Regions from separate parts of the Sus scrofa genome. Here region 2 is linked to region 1. Evidence: chromatin contacts called from public HiChIP or PLAC-seq data. All regions are on one chromosome and are shown on one strand. Each heading gives the region's core, a stretch centred on a gene start, on an enhancer-like site or on the middle of the called end of the contact. The rest is flanking DNA. Distances are from core to core; before and after follow the strand shown.

What was found. HiChIP or PLAC-seq counts read pairs in DNA pulled down with a chosen protein or histone mark.
Region 2: an H3K27ac HiChIP or PLAC-seq map of alveolar macrophages shows a contact between it and region 1. The contact joins the promoter of LOC100627422 here to the enhancer-like site in region 1. A contact is called at or near these places in 1 of 5 promoter capture datasets (liver), 5 of 47 Hi-C or Micro-C datasets (blood, brain, embryonic fibroblasts and 2 more) and 1 of 2 datasets of contacts at active chromatin or transcription factors (alveolar macrophages).

The regions. Positions count from the first base shown.
Region 1 is chr14:108,085,241-108,091,264 of Sscrofa11.1, forward strand. PIK3AP1 (phosphoinositide-3-kinase adaptor protein 1) reads right to left here. Exons shown (of 17, transcript NM_001244503.1): 8 at 3,799-3,988. Among named protein-coding and RNA genes, the nearest start is that of TM9SF3, 55 kb to the left of the region's middle. Within about 2 kb of position 3,636, at least 8 of the 83 cell types and tissues checked have an H3K27ac peak or open chromatin away from gene starts, as enhancers often do. A contact at or near this core is called in alveolar macrophages and liver, where this site is marked.
Region 2 is chr14:108,300,639-108,306,560 of Sscrofa11.1, forward strand. It overlaps LOC100627422, which reads left to right and starts at 3,372. Exons shown (of 8, transcript XM_021074303.1): 1 at 3,372-3,507; 2 at 4,525-4,598. It also overlaps a transcript of PIK3AP1 not described here.

The DNA of each region.
Region 1 (6,024 bases), core at 2,386-4,885:
TCATTCAATCCAGAGAGTTCCCCTGACAACCTCCTACTAACTGATTGTTTGGGTTCCCTTTGGAGAAGGGAATCTCAGTATTGTCCCTTTTTAAAAACTCAAGTCAGAAGGAGGCAGATTTGCCCCAACACAGTTAGATGACCTCCAAAGCAATGCTGAGGGGCTGGCCTAGAGTTTGTACTGTGTAATGTTTGTCCGGTGAGCAAACGAAGGAATGAGCGAGCGAGGAAGTTGGTGAGTGAACAAACATAGCTTAGTTTCCTTAATATGTTTACTTTCAGCCTCTAGGGTTGAATGGTACCACAAAAGTGGGGCACTGATAACCTCGGATATTCAGATATAGAAATAGCCCCCCTGTAAGTATCCATCCCAGGGCTGTCCAGGAAGATCCTCTATCTCTGTGGGCAGTGGACAGATTTGACCCCTGGGAATCTTCCAACTCGGATTCCTGATCCAGTTCTCTCTTGACAGGACTCAAATAAGTTACTAAATCTTGGAACCTTAGCGATCTCCTTTCTAAAATGAAGATAACTCTAGGCACCAAGCCTCAGGATGATCGGATGAGATCACAGAGATGAAAGCAGTCTGCTGACCAGGAAGGGGCGGCAGATGTTCCCAGCAATTACTCTGCTGGACGGTGCTACAAATATGTATCTTAGGTATACCAGTTTGCCCTACTTATTTATGACCTAAACTGCCTTCTCCCCCAGAGAGTCACTGGTAGTATAATAAACGGTTCCTCCCCAAGTACAAGTTGCTGCTTCTTCTGGGACAGTATGCAAATGGTCATTCTCAAGATTAAGCCCCAGAGAGAGAAACACAAGTCAAATAATAGTCAGGATGAGGGAATTCAGAGTTTATATGACCTGGCAAATGAAAAATGCAGTGGGTTTCCTTTCCCCATCCCCTAAACAGCCCAGTTCTCCAGCCTGCCTGTCAGTGGCCTCCTTCTAGCTCCACAGCCACCAGAATCCCCCCAACTGCATGCCAACTGGTCACAAAGCAGGCAAGCTCCGTAGCCCTCCCCTGACTTGGGAAGGGCTGGAGAGGTTCACTGCTCCCGCTGTGAGGGGCTCGGCAGACAGGAGTGATGGGACTGGCAGCTGTTAGCATTCCCCACCGCTGTGCACTGGGGAGGGGGTGGCATTTCATGAGCGGGAGCATCCTGGGGAATAACAAGTGTTAAGGCTCTCTGTCAACACTAAACTGCCAGTAAAGTGAGAGATTCTTTCATTGTCCAACTGCCCATAATAGGGCCAAAGGGCAGAAATGATAAAGCTTGGTCCCTGACTTCCCAAATGGGTACCAGTTGTTCTCCAAATGTTCTTTTGTGAATGCCTCTCTGTTCCACACTGAAAAGGACCATTTCTTCCCCTCTCCTCCCCCTGTCTCACCAACTCCCGGGAGAGGCAAGTAGCTGAAACACAGCTGTTCCAGAACGCTTATTGGGTACACGGAGAGATGGATGGATGCGTAAGGGCAGGGGGCGCCAGAGGCTGCTTTGTGAGCTAACATCTGGGCCACAGAAAGAGGAAGCATGGCTGTAGCTGCTAGATGGTTTTTCTGAAAGAAACCAGGACTAAAATTTGTAGTGTTAGAGGGAAATTTCAGGCCCAGAATGAAGACTATGGTCCTAGAGACAGAGAGACCCGGGTTCAAAACTGGGCTCTATCCCTTATTAACCGTGAGACTTTGGGAAAGTTGCTTAACCTCTCTGTGCCTCACTTTCCTCATTTGTAAAGTGCAGGCTAAGAAAAGCATCCTTGTACGGTCCCTCTGAGGATTCAGTGACATGGAGGATGTGGATGGTAGGGGTGATGCCTTCTTTCCTCACCTCCCTGCCGGGTCACTGCTCACTGAGGAGGAGCTCCCACCAGCACTTCCAGTCCTCCCAGTTAGGTGCTGGGCAAGAGCTTCCACTGCTCTTTCCCCCTTTCCCTCCCTCCCCAAGAGAAGCAGCCAATCTGACTGGCAAGCACCTCGCAAACACTGGACCATAGCTTCTAAGTGCTGGGGTGGCAGTATCAAAGGCCCTGCTGGTGTCAGGGTTCACCTCTGGTCCCCCGACCTGCCTGCATCTCTTGCTCCAAAGCATTCTCTTGACGCCCGCTTTTCTATTCATGGATGGGAAAATCAGGCCCACCTCCCCACAGTCTTCTTCTCAGGCTGAAAGTTGGCAATACCCAATCTAGCCCATTCCAGAAAGTCCTCCATCAATAAAGGTGATGGATGCGTTGATGGTTATTTGTCTTGTCTTTCTTGACTTGATTAATTAGACCAGAAGGAAGGAGAGCAAAGCTGTAGGCAATGTTTCAGAGCTCTTAGCATCTGACGGTAAATGGTGGTAACATATAAAGAAGGCTCTTAGAGGGCCCGTCGCGTAGTCCTCCTACTTCAGTTCTGACCCGTGCATTGTAATCCAATGTTTAAACCAGTGGTTCTCAGGGGGAGCGGCACTGCCCTCTAGAGGGCATTTGGGAAAAACCTAGTAGGGTATTTTGGGCTGTCACCTTGATGTAGGGAGGCTACTTGCAATGAGCAGAAGGGAGAAAGATGTTAGACATCCTTCTTTGTGGGGGATAGCCCCGTTTTATGTCCCTCTTGACTTTTAAATATTTCACTAGACACACATATAGATTAAAAAACTGCTTATTATATGTATTTGTACATATATATTTGTACTTATCTGTTTATATGCATATGCATGTGTATATAAATTTTTAAAATTTAAATCAGCAAGTATCAGGAAAAATATGGGCAAAAATACCCACCAAACTATTATGTATGTTATACTGGTTGGTTGAGTGGACTTTTAATAACTCGGTTATACAGTTTTATTTTGTTTCAAATTTTTGTAAGAATGTATTACTTTTGCTATTGAAAAAAAATGATTAAGATCACCAAAAATGGGAAAAATTTGGTAAGCAATTTACTAAAAAAATCATGTCCTGGAGATATGGTATTTTGGCAATAATTTTATTATATATTAATCCAATAAAATTAGCTTATTAAAAAGCCTTGTTTATAATTTTCTTAGTCTAGACACTAAGCTGCTTCGTTTACACATACAACTTACATTTTTGCATGGTTTTGATTTACACTGAATTTTTCAGGAATTCAACTGCTATGAAAATGGAAAGGAGTGTGAGGAATCGCTGGCCATTTAGGAAGATCCAGGCGCTGATGCCAACACTGCCAGCAGTATCCAAGTCACCGACACAATAAACGTGTCGGCTCGTGTTGGAGGCCATGACATTGGCAGTGATTCTGAGTGTGGGTGACTGCATCCAAGAAACCTTGGTGTTTCGCAACCCTTATTTCATTATGTCCTCATGTGTAGTTACATATGAGGATTTCCTCTCCTTTTACTGTGCTTTTATGTTTCACTTAGGACATATGCTTGATTTCTAGAATTTCATATGGAGGCAGGTAGTATTATATGAATCTCAGGTCAAGGGAGTAAGGGGGCATTACAAAATGTTTGCTTGGAAAAGGGCCCACTGGAACTGCCAGAGTTCGAAATTACTGATGTTAGCTCACAAGGCAGCCTTCATCAGCTCCGAGTCCCGGGCCCTTACTTAAACTTTCCGGTAACACAGCAGTCACAGCAGGGGAAGTCTGAAGGAGGATTCTGCTTGCCACAGCACATGACAACCAGTCTAACTCTGTGTAAATAGGATCTTCACCTCTCCAGGGTGGGGTGGGGTTAAGCAGGGACTTCCCCCCCCACCCCCCACCAGAAGGAAGAAACCACTGGTCAGCAGAAAGATGGAAGCAGAACTAAGCCGGGCTACTTACAGAGGTCCTCGGTGGCCGCTGGGACGAAGGCTGCCATGGACTCGTACAGCTCCTCGTCGCAGCCGGGGTTGAGGGAGCACTTCATGAGCAGGTCTGTGGAAAGGTGGGCCATGGACTCATACACAGAGTCAGATTCCTCCCCTTGCATCAGTTCCTCTTTAATGTGACTCTTCAGCATGTCCACGGTTTCCTGAAAGAGAACGTGGGACCCACGGCTCGCTGACACAGCCGGGCTTTCTGGGTAGAGTCAGGCTTGTGACAGCAAAGGAAAGGCTCCCATGCGTCAGAATTACAACTATGTGCAAGTCTGTGTTTCCCACTAGACTGAAAGCTCCTTGAGGCCAGGCTTCCAGTTTTTTCCTTTGTTTTATGTTTTAATCTTCGTATTGTCTTCTGACACTAAGCACGGAGTCATGCATTTATAGGAGATACATGTTAAACATGCGATTCCCAGAGGATACAAAATAAAAACTCTCTCATGAGCACCTACTATGCGCCAGGGACAATGCAGAGGATGTGCCTATACATCATCTCATGACATCCTTTCCACTGCTACTTACAGAAGTATCCTGTTCCCTGGTTCACAGAAGAGAAAGCCAAAGCTCAGAAAATCTAGCGCCTTCCTCAGGGTCTGCAATCCTGGGTTCTGACTTTTCTGCTACACCCTACTGGTTCCTCAAAAGGGAGCACATGGCAGACCAAGGTGTAACCCTTGCTGATTAGCCAGATGGAAATTCAAATGGGAGAAACAGGGCTGCAGCTAAGGTGTTCATACAGTTGTGTGTGGTCAGAAGTCCCTCAAGAACTGAGTTCACTAGTCCCCGTTGCTCCCAGCAGGCTGTTCCAAAGTCTCCCCCTACTCCACTCAGTTTTATATCCTGTGCCCAAGAGCAGAGATAGTCTTAGATGAAATGCCCTTAAATCAGAGAGGCCCCCCTCTGCTATTCTGTCTCCAGGTAGTTGTGAGGCCAAAGAGCTGGCTTCTCTGAAGCCCTGCACAACTTTTCCCGATAAGAAACCTTGGTGTTTCACAATCCTTATTTCAGCAACAACCCACAAAAATCCTCATTTTCATCATCGCCACCCCAAGAGAGCTAATATGCTATTGACACTCTGTGCTGATTTCCGGAGGAGCCCCAAGGAGTGAACCAGGTGAGAGTTGTGGAGGGTTGGAGGCTCGATGTCTGGCATTTGGTTTTGATGTAGTGGAAAGGGGAAATGGGCAGTGCTTCGAGGTCATCAGCAACATGGGAGAGCAACCCTTTGGGGGCAATGCTGAGGATGCACTGGTTGAAGTGATTCTAGTCAGAGAACAAAGATGATGTGAGAAATGTGACCCAGATTAACTTCAATGCAAACTGTCAGTGAATCTTTCCAGATCCCTGTGACATAGAGTAGGAAAACAAGCCCCAGCTTCAGCATCAACTAGGTTCAAATCCCATCTCCACTCTTACTAGTGTGGGGCCCTCTGCCTTTCTAAGCCCTTTTTCTCCTTTGTTGAAGAGAGATAACAATACTGTCAACTTTGAAAGACTATGGTGAGATTAAAGGAAATAAAGCGTTTGCCTATCAAATAAATTCAATAAATAGCAGTCATGACTATAATCACATTATGTCCTTAAAAACATCTATTTTCAGGGAAATGAAACACCACATTTTATACCTGTGTGGCTTCAAAGTAAGGCCAAGTAAATACTCCTGGACTGTGAGTACCTTTTAGCTTCATTTATATCAATGATACCAAAACAGGCACTCATGCTGTTCTATTCATTTAATACGCTTTATCACCCCCTCAAATGTGGGGGAGCCCTCTCTGTACATCTCAGTGAGTCACTGCCTTGCAATTGTCAAGTATGGAGCAGAGAGGTAAGTGTCTGGGGGAGGTGTCAGGCTCACTCCTGTGGTGAGTCTTGCTCCTGAGGTGTCAGTCTTGCTCCTAAAGAGCAAGACTGGATTGTGTTTACTGTTCCTGTTGAGGCCACAGACCCATGTGAGAGGCTGAGCTCTTCCCGCATCACTGCCATGAAGAGTGAAAATGAAGAAAACCAGAAAAGGAGCCTCGAAGGGCAGCTGCCCCCAAAACAATGGAAGCAATATTAGGGCATGGAACAAGGCCTGGGCATTGGATGAGATCTGCCAACGCCGGATCCTTAACCCACTGAGCAAGGCCAGGGGTCAAACTCAGGCCCACATGGATACTAGAGGGGTTCATTACCCCTGAGCAAC
Region 2 (5,922 bases), core at 2,122-4,621, 220 kb after region 1:
CAGAATAGAGACAAGCTGTCTTCAGATTCTATTCTTTTAACCATTGTGTTATATTGCCTGACTCTCCCCAGAGTGGGAAAGAACTTGCAGCTCAGGCCCTATTCCAGGGTAGCCAAAGCATTAGAGGTCTAAGAAAATATGCCTTAGATATTTATGTGTCCTCACCTGCTTAGGACACTGCCTGACATATAATAGCTCAAAATGTTTGTCAAACTAATCACCTGTGTAACAGAACATCAATTCTTAATACAGAATGAATATATCCTCTGCATTCAGAGTCCTGTTTCTACTTTCAGTACACTTCAGATTATTTTGGAGTCAGAGACTTCTTAATTAGAATTCTGGTTCTGCAATTTGGTAGCTTTGTGACCTTGTACAAAGGCATTTAACCCCTCTAAATCTCCAATCTCTAATCTGGAAAATGTAAAAAGTAGGTAGAAAATAATACCTACTTTATGGCATTTTTATTCCCACAGAATAAACTTGCAATGCTAAACATACAGTAGTTACTTAATAAATATTATTACGCGTCCCCTTATCCTTTTTTCCAAATAGACCTTGTAAGAGGTCAGCTATCTGTTGGTTCCCAATTTAAAATCAGTGAACACTAATTAAAATTCAAAGTAGAATACAGATTGAATTGGGAATTGGGAAACCTATCTTCTGGCTTTTGTTGCCCTCCTTCTACCTAGCACCTACATAACCTTGCTCAAGTCACCTGTTAGGGCTTCCAATTCCCTACCTTAAATTAGAGAACAGGAGTTCCCATTGTGGCTCAGCAGGTTGAGAATCCAACTAGTATCCATGAGGATGTGGGTTCGATCCCTGGCTTTGCTCAGTGGGTTAAAGGATCCAGTGTTGCCATGAGCTGCAGTGTAGTTCACAAATGCAGCTCGGATCTGGTGTTGCTGTAGCTGTGGTATATAGGCTGGCGGCTGTAGCTCCAATTCGACCCCTAGCCTGAGAACTTCCATATGCCATGGTTGTGGCCCTAAAAAGACCAAATAAATAAATAAAATAAAATATGGTACAAGTAAACCTATCTACACAACAGAAACAGACTCACAGTCATAGAGAACAGACTTGTGGTTACCAAAGGAGAAAGGTGGAAGGGATAAATTAGGAGTTTGGGATTAACATACATACACCATTATATATAAAATAGATAAACAACAAAGACCTACCAAATGGCACAGGGAACTATATTCAACATCTTTAAAAAAGAAAAAAAATTAGAGAATATATATCTCATGTTAAAGTTGATCTTTGAAGTCACTAGGATCCTCTTAATCTATATGTCTGAGACTCTTAAAGAGATTGTTTTGAGGAAATAATACCCTTGGTTTTGATGATTTTTAAAATTTTTATTTATTATTATAATTATTATTTGCTTTTTAGGCTGCCTTCACAGCATATGGAGATTCCCAGGCTAGGGGTCAAATAGGAGCTATAGCTGCCGGCCTACGCCACAGCCACAGCAATGCCGGATCCTTAACCCAATGAGTGAGGCCAGGGATCGAATCTGCTACCTCGTGGTTCCTAGTAGGATTTGTTTCTGCTGCGCCACATCGGGAACTCCGGTTTGATGATTTTTTTTAAACAACTTAGGTGGGATAATTGGAAAATACACTCATTGTTAACTCATTTTAGAGCTGTATGTTGTTCATTTATTTCAAACTTTATGAAACATACTTCCAAAAACCATAGACTTGGTTAAAAGCTACAAAAGACTCAAACGCACCACCTAGCGGTGAAGAAAGTTTCAGGTTGGCGACATCTCGCCATCCTACGTGCAGGATGGCTGTCCACAGCAATCTTTTATCTTGTTTTTGTTCTATCCCCTCACCACTCAGGATAGTTTCATGTACAAAGAAATTCAATACTTCCTGACTTAATAGCTTGTTCATGTTTATTTGACATACTCTTAACCAATGAAATATTGTGGACTTCTGAGAATGGAAACATGACTGCTTTTAAGATTTAGGGGGCTAAAGGTGCCTTTCTATCCATACCTCTCAAATCCCTCCTACCCAAGAGACCCACCCAATCCATCTCCTTATGGATGGACAGGCGATTCCACAAGTACCTGGTTCAGAGAACCAAGGCCACAGCCTTTGAAAGGACAAAAATCAATACACCAATGGGATCCTTGATGTCAACCATGTCTAATGACTTTGTATTACCTACTATAGTAATTAAAATTAAGCCTTCAAATTTAAATTTAAATATCTAAAAGCAGGAATACACCATCCTTAATTTTAAACCCCAAAGGTGGGGAAGAGATCAGAATCCTAGGGTACTGGGCCTACTGGTGAAGAGGGATCTATACCGGTTTTTCTTTTGGTTTTGCATTCTGCCCCCGCTCCCACCCCATCTCAACCAAACCCGCTGCATTTTCTCTCTCTTTTAGTTTCACCTTTTCCCTCTCTTTTCTCTTTTTCTCCCAAATAAGTCAAATAATTAAGATCAGGATCATGTTTAAACGGAACAGTTAGTGCCCTGCGCAGGGTGATTTGATAATTCCAGGTTTTCAACTGAAAAATCCCCTTTGTCATCGGAAATATTTCTCTTCGAGTCCTTTCCTGAAATATTAAGCCACTTTGCAACACTCTGCTTTAATTATCATTAATTAAGTACTTCTTTGAAATATCATTCGCACTTTAGCACAATTTTCTTAAACCCCTTTCCACACACACAGGAGGGGTTCTAAATATGCCGACTTTAGAATTTTGCCTTGCTAGTAGAAATCTAGTTTTTCACATTTAAAACGTTTGATTTTTTTTTTTTTTTTAAACTGGGTTCCCGAATGCCGACTGCCTTTCAGTGACTTAATAAAATGTATCTTTCTCACCTTGAAAAACTTTAGGGCTCAGTGCTTCTACTGGCATCCAGGCATTTATTCTTATTCTGCTTCTTAAACAGGCTCCTGGGAGGAGCAGTTTCGACCCAGAAGTTCAGAGAAGCAGTTACCACAGAACTTGCAACAGTTGGTATCGGGCGAAAGGCAGGCTGGAAGTGATAAATGAGGCTGGTTTAAGAAACAAAAAGCCCCGGGAAGGGAAAGAAGGGACCGCCGTGGCCTTGGGGGACAGCGCGGCGGCGGCGCCGGGCCGGCGGGGCCAAGCTCCTGCCGTGGGAAGGCTCCTTCCTGGGCGACCAGAGGCGGCGGCCGCGGCTCAGCACCGCGGGGACCGCAAGCTAAGCGAGGAGCGCCGCGCCGTGTGTGGGGCAGGCGCGCGCCCAGGATGCCCCCCGGGCCACGCCGGGGCCAAGCGAGGTGAGGCCGGCTCTGCCCCCGCACCGCCCCCGGCGGGAGGCGCGTCGCCCAGGCCGCGGGTGCGTGCGCGGCCCCGGGCGACGCGGCTGGGCGTGCGCGGGGCCGCGGCGGAGGCAGGGCCGGGCGGGCGGCAGAAGATGGCGAGGGTGTGTAGGCGGCAGCAATGCTCCGTTGAGAGACGCGGCTTTCGGCAAGAACTGGACTCGTGGCGCCACAAGCTCATTCACTGTGTAGGTGAGACTCTTCCCCAGCCGCTTCCGGACCTCGGGCTGCCCCGCCGCCGGCCGCCCCGGACGAGGGAGGGAGCCGGGACAGCAATTGCCGCTCCGGCCCGCCCGCCCTCTTTGGCTTGGGCGTCCCCCTCCCCCACCCCCCGGAGCGCGGGCGCGCGCGACCTCCGGGCGGGCTTTCCCCACTCGGGCCCGAGCGCGCGCGCCGGCCCCTCCTCTTTGCGCGCCCTCCCCGGGGAGGGCTCTTGGGCGGGAGCGCGTGCCCCTCCCCTCCCCTCCCTCTCTCTGCCCTCCCTCCCTGCCCGGCGGCCCGGCGCCGCCGCTGGCTTTTTGTGGAGACTCGTCCCGCAGCGTTGCCGCTTGACGGGGGACGCCGCTGCCAGTCCCGTGGTGCCCGGGGCGGGGGCGCGTGCTGGGCCGCAGCTTGGTCCCCTCCTCCGCTGCGGCCGGCGCCTTCCGCGTCCCGCGCTGCCCCTCCCCCCACGCACGGCGGCAGCGCGCGCCCCTCGCCTCGCGTGCACGGGCGGCGGGCGCTCGGGCGTGTGCGAGGCGTGAGGTGGAGATGGGGGCGGAGGGAGCCGGAGCTGTCACAGGCCCCGGGTCCGCCTGACCGAGCCAAGTGGGGTGTCATGGCCGCGGGGGGCAGCGGCTGCACTTCCTCTGCGGGCGGCGGCGGCGGCAGCGGCCGGGGAGTTAATCCTCGACGCTCGGGTCGGTGTGTGTGTATTTGTGTTCAGTGTGTGCACGGCGGGAGGAAGGGGGGGGTGGGACCGGTCCGACCGGGAAGCCGGAGCTGGGGTCGCTCTTGTGCTCTTCTGGGGGATTTTCCGGAGCCGTCGCCGCACGAAGAGCCTCGTCCGCCCCGCCCCCCCCCCTCGCCTCCCGGACCTCGGGGCGCCTCGAGTGGCTTTTTCCCCCGCGGGCAGGAGGGAGTGTGGACCGGGGCGCTCCGGGAGGGGCCGGGCGGCCGAGCAGCGCCTCTCACACTATGTGTTTTGTCTGTTTTTCTCTCCCAAGGTCCCGTTTCCCTCTGTGCGGCGGCCGGCGGGACCATAAGGGCTTAACTCATATATTTAACCCCCCTCCAAAAAGTAAGTGGCCCGTTTGGTGTCTCCGCTCCGCCCGCCGCCCCCTAGCCCCAGTCCGTCCTGTGTCTGACTCTCCTGTTCTCCAGCATTGTTATTTCCCCATCTTTGCTTCGGTGCTGCTGATGTGTGGGGAAATGCTCGCTCGTCGTCCTCCGTCTCCCACGCCCAGTCCTCGGGGAGGTCCAGAATTCCCACCCCCCACCCCACCGTGGGGAATAATCTTGGTCTTACCAACAGAATCTAGGAGATTCTATCCGTTCGCTTGGGCCCCTCATCCCCTCCTTCCCGACAGGGTTTCGTTGGAAGGAATTATGCAAATCCTGCTTTCTGGTGTCCATTCAGCGGCAATTTCATGCGGTGAGAAGTTCTCTTTGTTGTGCGAGGGGGAGAACAGACACTGATTTAATAGACATATCTGTTGGGGGGAAGGGTGGAGGGGGTGTGGAGAAGCTCACTTTGGAAGAATTACAGCACTTGGTTGGCTCAGTGTCTTTGTGTTTGAGCTTTCTGGCTTGACAGGAGGGTATGCCCTTTCCAGTGTCCCACAAGGGATGTTTTCTGTAATAGGTTAAAAAACAAAACTGAAACTTTAAACAAGTGAAAAATAAGGTAACCTTTAGTTTGAGAATGTAAGCCTTTCCATTTCTGCGGGGTCTTCATTATGAAAATGTCTGAATTTTGTTAAGAATTGGATTGTAATTATCAAAATTAATATAGGCAACAATGCTTTAAGGTATCTGATATCATTTTGGTTGTCCAAAGGTTAAAAAGGTTAAAAGTGCATTTTAAAAGATACACTTGTGTAAATAATAAAGGCTGGAGTCCATTTTTTGCTATAATTTGTCTTGTGGACATATTTTAAAATTACCCTCCTGCCAATCCAAGCTTAGCTCTGCCCTCCAGGAACCAGCCTTTTGGTTATTAGTTATCATTTGCTCTATCTTTGCTTGTTTTATTCTTTGAAACCCATCATACGTTTGCTGAAATGTTACATAAGCATTTGCACTTTTTGAATTATGTACTATTTGTAGCCATCATATAAGAGACTTTATAAAGGCATGTAGAAGGTTTTGAGAGGCATGAGATTAATAATGAGTTTTCAGATTTGTGAATTAATATAAAATCCTAAAATTATTTTGAGGAATTTTTAGTTCTTGTATTTGTTTCATTTTTTTAATGATTTTTTCCCCCAGTGGGGCTTTTTAGTTTTTAAAAGATTTTGAAATTGACAGCTGTAACCCTATAAATTTCTAAGTTACTATTGCTTTAGTTTAGATGGTTATATTCTAATTTTGTTTGCTTTGAATCCTTTCCTTTTTCCTCAGGC